Linked DNA regions of Rattus norvegicus: region 1 is linked to region 2. A link is a contact called in public Hi-C data. All regions are on one chromosome and are shown on one strand. Each heading gives the region's core, a stretch centred on a gene start, on an enhancer-like site or on the middle of the called end of the contact. The rest is flanking DNA. Distances are from core to core; before and after follow the strand shown. Region 1 has its middle 100 kb from the start of Auh. Region 2 holds the start of Nfil3 (nuclear factor, interleukin 3 regulated).

The links. A called contact is a pair of places that touch in the nucleus more often than the background predicts.
Region 1: a Hi-C map of liver shows a contact between it and region 2, with 4 times the contacts expected there. The contact joins the enhancer-like site here to the promoter of Nfil3 in region 2. A contact is called at or near these places in 9 of 12 Hi-C or Micro-C datasets (the A7r5 cell line, Schwann cells, frontal cortex and 5 more).

The regions. Positions count from the first base shown.
Region 1 is chr17:12,583,760-12,588,151 of GRCr8, reverse strand. No RefSeq gene overlaps it. Among named protein-coding and RNA genes, the nearest start is that of Auh, 100 kb to the right of the region's middle. Within about 2 kb of position 2,236, at least 48 of the 93 cell types and tissues checked have an H3K27ac peak or open chromatin away from gene starts, as enhancers often do. A contact at or near this core is called in the A7r5 cell line, Schwann cells, hepatocytes and 2 more, where this site is marked.
Region 2 is chr17:12,429,846-12,434,027 of GRCr8, reverse strand. Nfil3 (nuclear factor, interleukin 3 regulated) reads right to left here and starts at 1,652. Exons shown (of 2, transcript NM_053727.2): 1 at 1,522-1,652. LOC108353155 (a long non-coding RNA gene) reads left to right here and starts at 1,941. Exons shown (of 2, transcript XR_005495436.2): 1 at 1,941-4,182.

The sequences.
Region 1 (4,392 bases), core at 987-3,486, 150 kb before region 2:
TTGTCTTTGCCAAGAGCACAGCCCCGTGGCCCATGACTTCTCGTGGGCATGTGTTCCTGGAAGCAGCTTGACATTTGTCACCGGTCTTACAGTGCAGCCAGTTCATAGGTAGCCTCAGCCACCAGGGGTGCACATAGGTAGCCTCAGCTAAGGGGATTTGCTGTCCTTACTCTCCAGCCAAATATTTGGGCTATGAGGAGCTGGAATGCAGTTCTCTAGAGGGTGGCTCAAAAGTCAGTGTGTAAGCACGTTACTGGCCAGAATGTAAAAGTTGGGCCCAGGCAGGTAGGAACCCTCAGTGTTCACTTGCTGTGAGGCTGAGATGGGTGTGCAGCGCTCCAGAGGACACAGGGAGCAGCCAGGGCCTTCTGAATTGCAGGGCCACTGTTCCACCTGCAAACCCCACCCAACCTTGGCCAATCAGATTACCCGAAAGCCTCTTCTTTGTAGGAAAGCACTGAAGACAGGAGCTCAGGAAAGGGGACATGGGCACTTCCTACTTCACATAGCTTTGGGGTATGCAAACTGTTCAGAAGAAAGAAAGGGTGCCTTGAATTATCTTCCTCAGAAGTTTATTTAGGAAACAGTCCAGGCTATTAGCAGAAGTTCATTTGCTGGGTCAGATTGCCTTGCTCTGAAAGTCCCACAACTTCTCTCCAAGCTCCCCTTCCCCCTCACTGAGTTCATAATACGTAACACTGACAGCGGAGAAAACACATAAAACAGCCTATAAGGGTAAGCCAGAGCTTTGCAAAGCTCTTGAACCGCTCTTGAAACACTGGGAGACAGCGAGAGTGCACGTTGAGGAGTTATTCCGTTGGTAGCAACAGGGATGATACCAGACAACTCAAGGGCTTTCCTGGGGTTCAAAAGCTGCCCACTGGAGGATCTGATCGCAGAGGTCAACAGAGAAATGCAAGATCCAGGAACCTAGATAGACCCAGCCAGGTTCCATTGGGCTGCTGACAGAACCACAGCTAAGGGTGGCAAATGTCCGCCACACTGTCCTCCTAACCTAGAGCAGAGGCGTAACTAGGGCTACCCATGACATCATGTCAGTTATCCAGAGAGGTCATAATACCACTCTTTCTGGGCTGAGCAGGGGTGGGGAAAGCTGGGCCACAGGTGCTGGGTCTAAATACTCCCTCTCCCCAGCCAGTCTATCTGAACCATGTCTCTGCGTGCCCCCATCCACCAACATTCTGACTCAGAGGTTGACACCTCCACTGGGTCCTGTCCCCATGGTTGACCTGCTTCTCCACCAGTGGCTCAAACTTCTAGCTGGTCTAAGTTCTCATTGGACCAAGGGCTTTTACACTCCCAGCACCTCCTCCTTCCCATTCCCCTCGTGACAGAGGCTACGGAAGCTTCCGAGTTCTGCTGTGAGCCAAGGTCACCCTTAGAACTGCACGGAAAAAACTGGGGTAGACTGCTCAGTTGATAAAGTGCCTGCGTGCCTGGGAACCTGAGTTCCAATCTCCAGTGGGCTGGAAGTTGCCATCGTGTAAAACCAGACCAGAGTGAAGCCATACCCTGGCCACTAGGCATGACAGGAAACACAGGGTGTCCCTCCAGCCCTGAGAGCCCGGTTCTACTGTCCCCATGGTCCTGCCCTTTCCTGCTGAGGGTTGCAGGCCAAGTGACATTTTCTTTGATCCAGGCCACTTTCGTTTGAACTTGTGCCACTCACAACAAAGATTCCTGACGCATCAGGGCCAAACTCCCTTGATAACATTAAAAGCCGGCCACGGCATGGCATTTACTTTACTTTCCTGGTCCTGTGGACTCGGTAACAGCCACCGCAGTAACTTTCCACTGTGTGTGGAGACACGTCAGGCCTCACCTCGTGGTTCCGAATACGTCTGCCAAGGCCACTGTGCTTTAGTCCTTAGCTTTGTCAGACAGAGCGGTGGACCTGGCTTTTCAATGGCGAGCTAGAACACAGGTAAAATCAAAACACTGCAGAAGAGAGGGTTCCCACAGGAACCCTCTCGCACCAAACTCCCACGCTTAAAAAAGAAACCCCGAGTAGGCTTCTCTATTTCACTCAGTGGCTTAAAAAAAAAAAAAAAGTCGTGAGTCGTGCAGGAAGGGTAAAAAAAAAAAAAAAGTCCAAAAATGCCTCGCTATTTCTGAAGTGCTTTATTTTGGAATTTTCTGCTCTGTTTGAGTGGCCCGTGTTTGTGGGCGAGAATTATGTCATGAGTTAATGATCTCAGGAGGCTGTAAACTTGGGGAAGGAGAAACTTGTGCAAAATGGCCTTGAGGCTGTGGGCTGTGTTGTGTAACAGGCTCGGGAGCACGGGCACGAGTCTGGGATCATAGTGCGGGGCTGCACAGTGTAGCCAGTGTCGTGTCTCCCGCTGACCTTTTCTAAGACAGAATCACAACCATGCCCCCCACCACGCACACGTTGCCAATACCGAAGTTGGATACCGAGAAGCAGAAATAAATGTCAGTCGTCCCCCCCCCCCCCCCCAGTTCCCAAAGGAAGACTTTGAAGTCCCTGGTTGCTGGCAGCCTGGTGTCTTGCCTGCCCATCTTACTCCTAACCACTGTAAAGGCCGTCCTTTAACACCAAAGCAAAATGTTTTCCTGAAGTACTTCCTGGCATCTGGGATGAGAACAATAGGCAGAGGCTTACAATAGATTATTTTATACGTAAGAAAAGCAGAAGGTCAGAGGCGGAGGGGTAGGGGTGGGGGAGCCAGGCTGTGCACGTCATAGCCCTCCATCGGTGTTTAATGCCGTTGAGCAACCACGCTGGCGAGAAACCATTACTTAATCCTGCCAGTATTATCCAGAAAGAATGCTTGCGAAATACCGAAGACAAATATGCTGTAATTATTACATGCACAGAGAGCTTGTCAAGCATAAACTGTTAGTGTAACATCAACACAGCCTCCTGCTCCATTGGAGTGGGCCAGTAATTAGCACCGACAATGGACAGTGTGTGTGAGCGGTGGGGGGCGGGGAGATGGGAGGACAAGAGAGAGCAGTGTTCAGGGCCTCCACAGGCCTGGCACACAGGCCTTGCTCTTCAAGACGCTTCTGTCTGAAAATACTTCAGAGCCAAGCACCATTGGCATTGCAGAAGAAAATGGGGAGACACCCGGTTCTCTGACACTTCAGAAAGAAGGGACCACAAAAGTTAACCAAACCTCTCCTTCCTTTCACCGTCCTTCCTATTTTCTCCTTTCTACATTCTTCTCTTTGTATCCTTCCTTTTTCCTGCCCCTTCTGTCCCTCTTCCTTCCTCCCCCACATCCCCTCCCTCCTCCCTCACACCCCCTCCCTCCTCCCTCACACCCCCTCCCTCCTCCCTCACACCCCCTCCCTCCTCCCCCACACCCCTCCCTCCTCCCTCACACCCCCTCCCTCCTCCCTCACATCCCCCTCCCTCACATCTCCTTCCCTCCTCCCCCACACCCCTCCCTCCTCCCCCCACCCCTCCCTCCTCCCTCACACCCCCTCCCTCCTCCCTCACACCCCTCCCTCCTTACACCCCCTTCCTTCTTTCTCACATCCCCTTTCCTCCTCCCTCACATTCCCCTCCCTCCTCCCTCACATCCTCCTCCATCTTCTCCCTCATATCCCTCCCTCCTCCCTCAAATCCCTCTCCCTCCTCCCCCATATCCCCCTCTATCTTCTCCCTCATATCCCTTTCTCCTCCCTCACTCCCCTCCCTCCTCCCTCACATCCCTTTCTCCTCCCTCACTCCCCTCCCGCCTCCCTCAAATCTCCCTCCTCACTCACATTTCCCTCCCTCCTTCTCATGTCTCTTCCTCTTTCCTCCTCTCCCCCTTCTTCTCCCTCCCTCCGTTTCTTTCCTCTCCTCCCTCCCCTCCTCTCCCTTTATTTCCCATCCCCTTTTCTTTTTCAGAAAGGACCATTGGATGCTATTGCACTTGCATGGAGAACCCTGGCCAAAGTCTGATCAGTTCACATTCAGGACTGGCCTTGTCACGATCTAAGAGATAAAGCATGGGATGTCAACTCAATAGCACAAAGGAACTGTTTCCAGAAAGGCAAAGAGTAACACACACACACACACACACACACACACACACACACACACACTCTTAAAATGCTTTTAAGTATGTGCAAAAAGTCAGAGAAAAGTGTGAGAATGATGGCTGACCAAACAAGGATTCACAAAGACACCGGGGAAGAGGAAGAACCAAACAAGGTTCCTAAAGTCAAAGCGACAGCCAGATGTGCAGTGCTCACCCAGAGCTCTCCAAAGCAACACCATGGCGGCCCAGGAAAGGTTAAGCCTGAAGCAGGAGAATCAGTCAACTCCAAAGACAGAAGAAAGACCAAAGAGAAGCAAAGACCTCAAGAGCCCATGAGGTTTCCTGAGTATACCAACATGGAGGACCAGAATACTAG
Region 2 (4,182 bases), core at 403-2,902:
CCCGTCTTCTCCGCCGCGGCGCCACCGCCAGTCCGCGTCCTTCTCTGGCCGCGGCCGCAGCTGCTACCCTCTGTCCGTGGGGACCCACTCCGAGAGCTCTGTTGCGCAACGGGACGCACCGCGGAGCAACCAGGGCACAACTGGGAGGAGCCCAGGACCCCTTTGCCCATTACTGGCAGCGCCCTCCGGGTCGCTGCGCTCGCTCGGTTGTGCAGCACCTTTTTTTTTGTTTCCCGGAGAGTCACAGCCGGCTGGGCTACCTGTTGCCAATAGAACTCCGGGTGAAGGCTATGGGGACCCGGGCGTGGCAGGGACCTTGGCCTCCTTGTGCCCATGGTCCCTCTGAGATCGGGAAAGGGGCGCGGCAGCCGTGCAGCGCCACGACTGAAATGTTCCGCTCCTCTCGCGCCGCAACGGCAACCCAAACAGCGCTCCCGACACAATTAGGGCGAAGACGACCCCTACAAAGTTGTTGCGTAACACGGTTGGGAAACCAGGCTAGACCTAGTCGGTCTGCGTCCCCGACCACGTGGGGAAGTGGCGACGGTGTCCGAGGACCTGAGGGTCCGCGGTCCCCGGTGCGCCGGGCTGGGACGCCCACCCATCTTCGGTGCTCAGGCTTGAGCGAGCCACAGAGGGCACTCCCCGAAGCATCTTGAGCTGGTAGCTCTCTGTCGTTTCTGCTTCCAGTGAACAGGCCAGCTAGCCAGCCAGCCAGCTCTCCTCCCCGCCCCCCAATTCCTGGGATGTACAAAAGACATAAGGAAACGGGAGACAAGGCATCTGGCGGCGTGTTCTTAAGTCAGTCATCAGGTTGGCTATTGTAAAGGAACGTGGCAAACACTCCCCGCGTTTACAGACACGTAAAATTAGTGCCGGCCTTGGCAAAGGGAGCCATATTCCTGACAGTGACGCACGCGCTTGCCCAAATACGGAATGTGGCAGGTGGCGAGGTCCTTGAGCTCGGACTGTGAGATCTGGGCTCGAATGACTCCCTCACTCTACCCCCCCCCCGCCTCCTTTCTCATTTTTTTTTTTTAAGAAAGCAAACCCCAAAGTAAAGAGCGAGTGCGCGGGCCCCCACCCGGAACATCTCACTAAGTGGATCCCTTTCCATTTACCCCAGGCACACAGTAACTACACAGATAATCTCCGAGGCACACTGACTTAAGTACCATTCGCCGTTGGACTTTTGGACGCCTTCACAGGGCATTAACGATGAGGTCTAGCTGGTAAAATACCCCGTAACCAAATAAAGCCCCCACAGCACAGATAGGCAATATATGGTAAATCTCCTTTGGCGGGTTCCTGACCAGTTCAGGAAACACACCGCCCCTTTCCACTTTTTGCTTTGTTTTTGTTTTTCCGAGGAACTCACTGCCTTGATGTAAACGAGTCTTGACTTGGTTAATCAGTTCCACTTTTCTGGAATTTAATGATGTCATAGGATCCCTGAGTAGGTAGAATCGAGGAGTAACGTTTTTTTTTTCACAAAAAGCCAACTGAACTTGCCTGACTCACCCAAGGTTGCCAGCGGAGGAACGAACGGATGGCTGTGACCCACGAAGCTGTTCTTTCGACTGAATTTTGAAATCTGATGCCTGTCTTCATTCCCGGGGGGCAGTCCACACTGAGCCTCCACCACATTCGTGCTTCCGTCATTTGCCATCTAACTTGGAAATCAGAGGAAGTGTGAAAGATGTCTCTGATATCAACTTGGAAAACAACTCGTTAGCGCCGTCTGCTGCTTTAAAAATGCAGCTCAACAAAGTGTTGGAGGTTCAGTCTTCAGGACCTGGGGGATGATGTGTCTGGTGTTATACCCTGGGGGTCCACCTAGTGGGCAAGTGCTTGCAATTAGTCGAACTAGAAGAAAATCGAAAGATAAACCTGGGACGGGAGAACCTTCCCCAGGTCGCCAGTGTGCTAATTCCAGAACAGGCTGTAAGTAGGGTCTCCTGAATAGGAAAAGGCTGGAGGGCTCTAACTGAAGTACGGCAGTCAAGCTCAAAACGTTCTTACTCAGAGCGGCTGGTTCGTTTCAGAGCTGGAATTGGGTTTGGATGCAGGAGCCAAGGAGAGGTGATCACTTTTGTGCTTATACACCTCTGAAGCACTCTCTGAGCAGCCAATGTAAGGGGTGTGAGAGGAGAGCGTGGTGAGAATGTGGCTCTTTCTGAGAAAAGTTTCAGGGCGTGTCCAGCCAGAGGGTCTAGAGTACTCTGACCTAGGCATCCGAGGGGTTTTCCTTTCACAGCGTTGGGCATCGAGCCCAGGTCTAACCCTGGTTACACGACTTTAGCCTGGCGTCCAGAGGCTCTTGCCTTGGACCTTGATATATACACCTAGTACTTTATGGGGGTTCAGAAGGTGAGCCACCTGTGGACTCTGACACCACCGTTACCGTATCAGATCAGGGGGGCCATGGCTCCGAGTTTTCAAAAGTTGACATTAAAAATACCTGTGTGTGTGTGTGTGTGTGTGTGTGTGTGTGTGTGTGAGAGAGAGAGAGAGAGAGTGTGTGAGTGTATGTGAGTGTGTGCGTGAGTGTGTATGTATGTGTGTGAGTGTGTGTGTGTGCATGTATGTGAGTGTAAGTGTGTGTGTGAGTGGGTTTGTGTGTGTGTGTGAGAGTGTGCATGTGTGTGAGTGTGTGTGAGTGTGTATGTATGTGTGTAAGTGTGTGTGTATGTGTGTAAGTGTGTGTGTGTGTGTGTGTGTGTGTGTGAGAGAGAGAGAGAGAGAGAGAGAGAGAGAGAGAGAGAGAGAGAGAAAGATTCTGCTTTTCCATGTTGGCAAGGGATTGATTTTCTTTTACAATGAGATGGCTTAGTGGGAAAAGGAACTTGCCACCAAGCCTGACACCTGTGTTTGAGCTCTAGGATTCAAATGGTGGAAGGGGACAACTGAGACCTTAAAGTTGTCCCTGTGACCTCCATATGTGCACCAACCATGGTGTGGGTTTGAGTGGATGCACACACGTAATGCATCATAAAAAATATAAATAATAAATGTAATATATTTAAAAATATGTAAAGCACTGGGCTAATTGTGACTCAGTTGGTAAGGCGCTTGCCTATCAGTCGTGAAGGCCTGGGTCCAACTCCCAGAAGCATATGAAACAGACACAATGGTGCGTGTCTGTCATCCGAGCACTCAGAGGGTACAGGCAGCAAGATCAGAAATTCAAAGTCATTTTCAGCTATAATGTCAGCCCCGGCCACGTGAGACTGTTTATGGCCGACTGACTGACTGACAGACTGACTGACTGACTGACTGACTGGATGACTGGATGAATGACCAAATGACTGGCTGGCTGAATGAATGAGTTGGTCCAGGACTTATCTGGCTGGACTCTAGAGATGGAAAATTGAAGTCTTGTGGATATGGCTGGAAGGACCGTCACAGGGACGAGTGACAGGCTAATGACAAGTCTTCAGCTCTGTGTCTCTGCATTGGGACCCAGACTTCTAAATTTCTCTGTGGAAAAATTTCATTTGCTGTGCACCCTTTGATGACCACACCACTTATTTGGTGGCCATGGCCAATGGAAAAGCTTCCTACCTCCCACCGTACTGTGTTTATTGACCATCTAGTACCTTTCATTTTTATTTTTTTAAAAGTTCTATTTATTTTTATTTTATGCATACGAGTGTATTGCCTGCATGTGTGTTTATGTACCGCATGTGTGCCTGGTGCCTACAGAAGCCATAGGAGGGCATCCGATCCCCTGGGACTGGAGTTACAGCTGGTTGGGAGCTGTCATGTGGGTCTGATAATTAAACCCCAGGTCCTGCGGGAGAGCAGTCGGTACCCTTACCTGGTACGCCACCTCTTTAGCCTCACCTTGTATCTTCTTTTTGAATCTGTATTTTATTTTTTCAGGACAGAGTTTCTCTGGGTAGCCTTGGCTGTCTGTAAATCAGGCTGGCCTTGAGCTCACAGAGGTCTGCCTGCCTCTGCCTCCCAAGTGCTGGACTTAATGGTGGGCGTTCCCACTGCTCTGCTCCATCCTATATCTTTTAATTAAAATCTGCAGAGCAGATCAAATGGTTCCTAGAGACCTGTAGGTTGGTCGTTTGCATGGTTTGTTCTCAGTTCTTCACAGGATGGGCTGGTGGTCTAGGGTGGCACTTCAGCTTTGACTTTTGAAATCCTTTATCCCACCAAACATTGACTCCT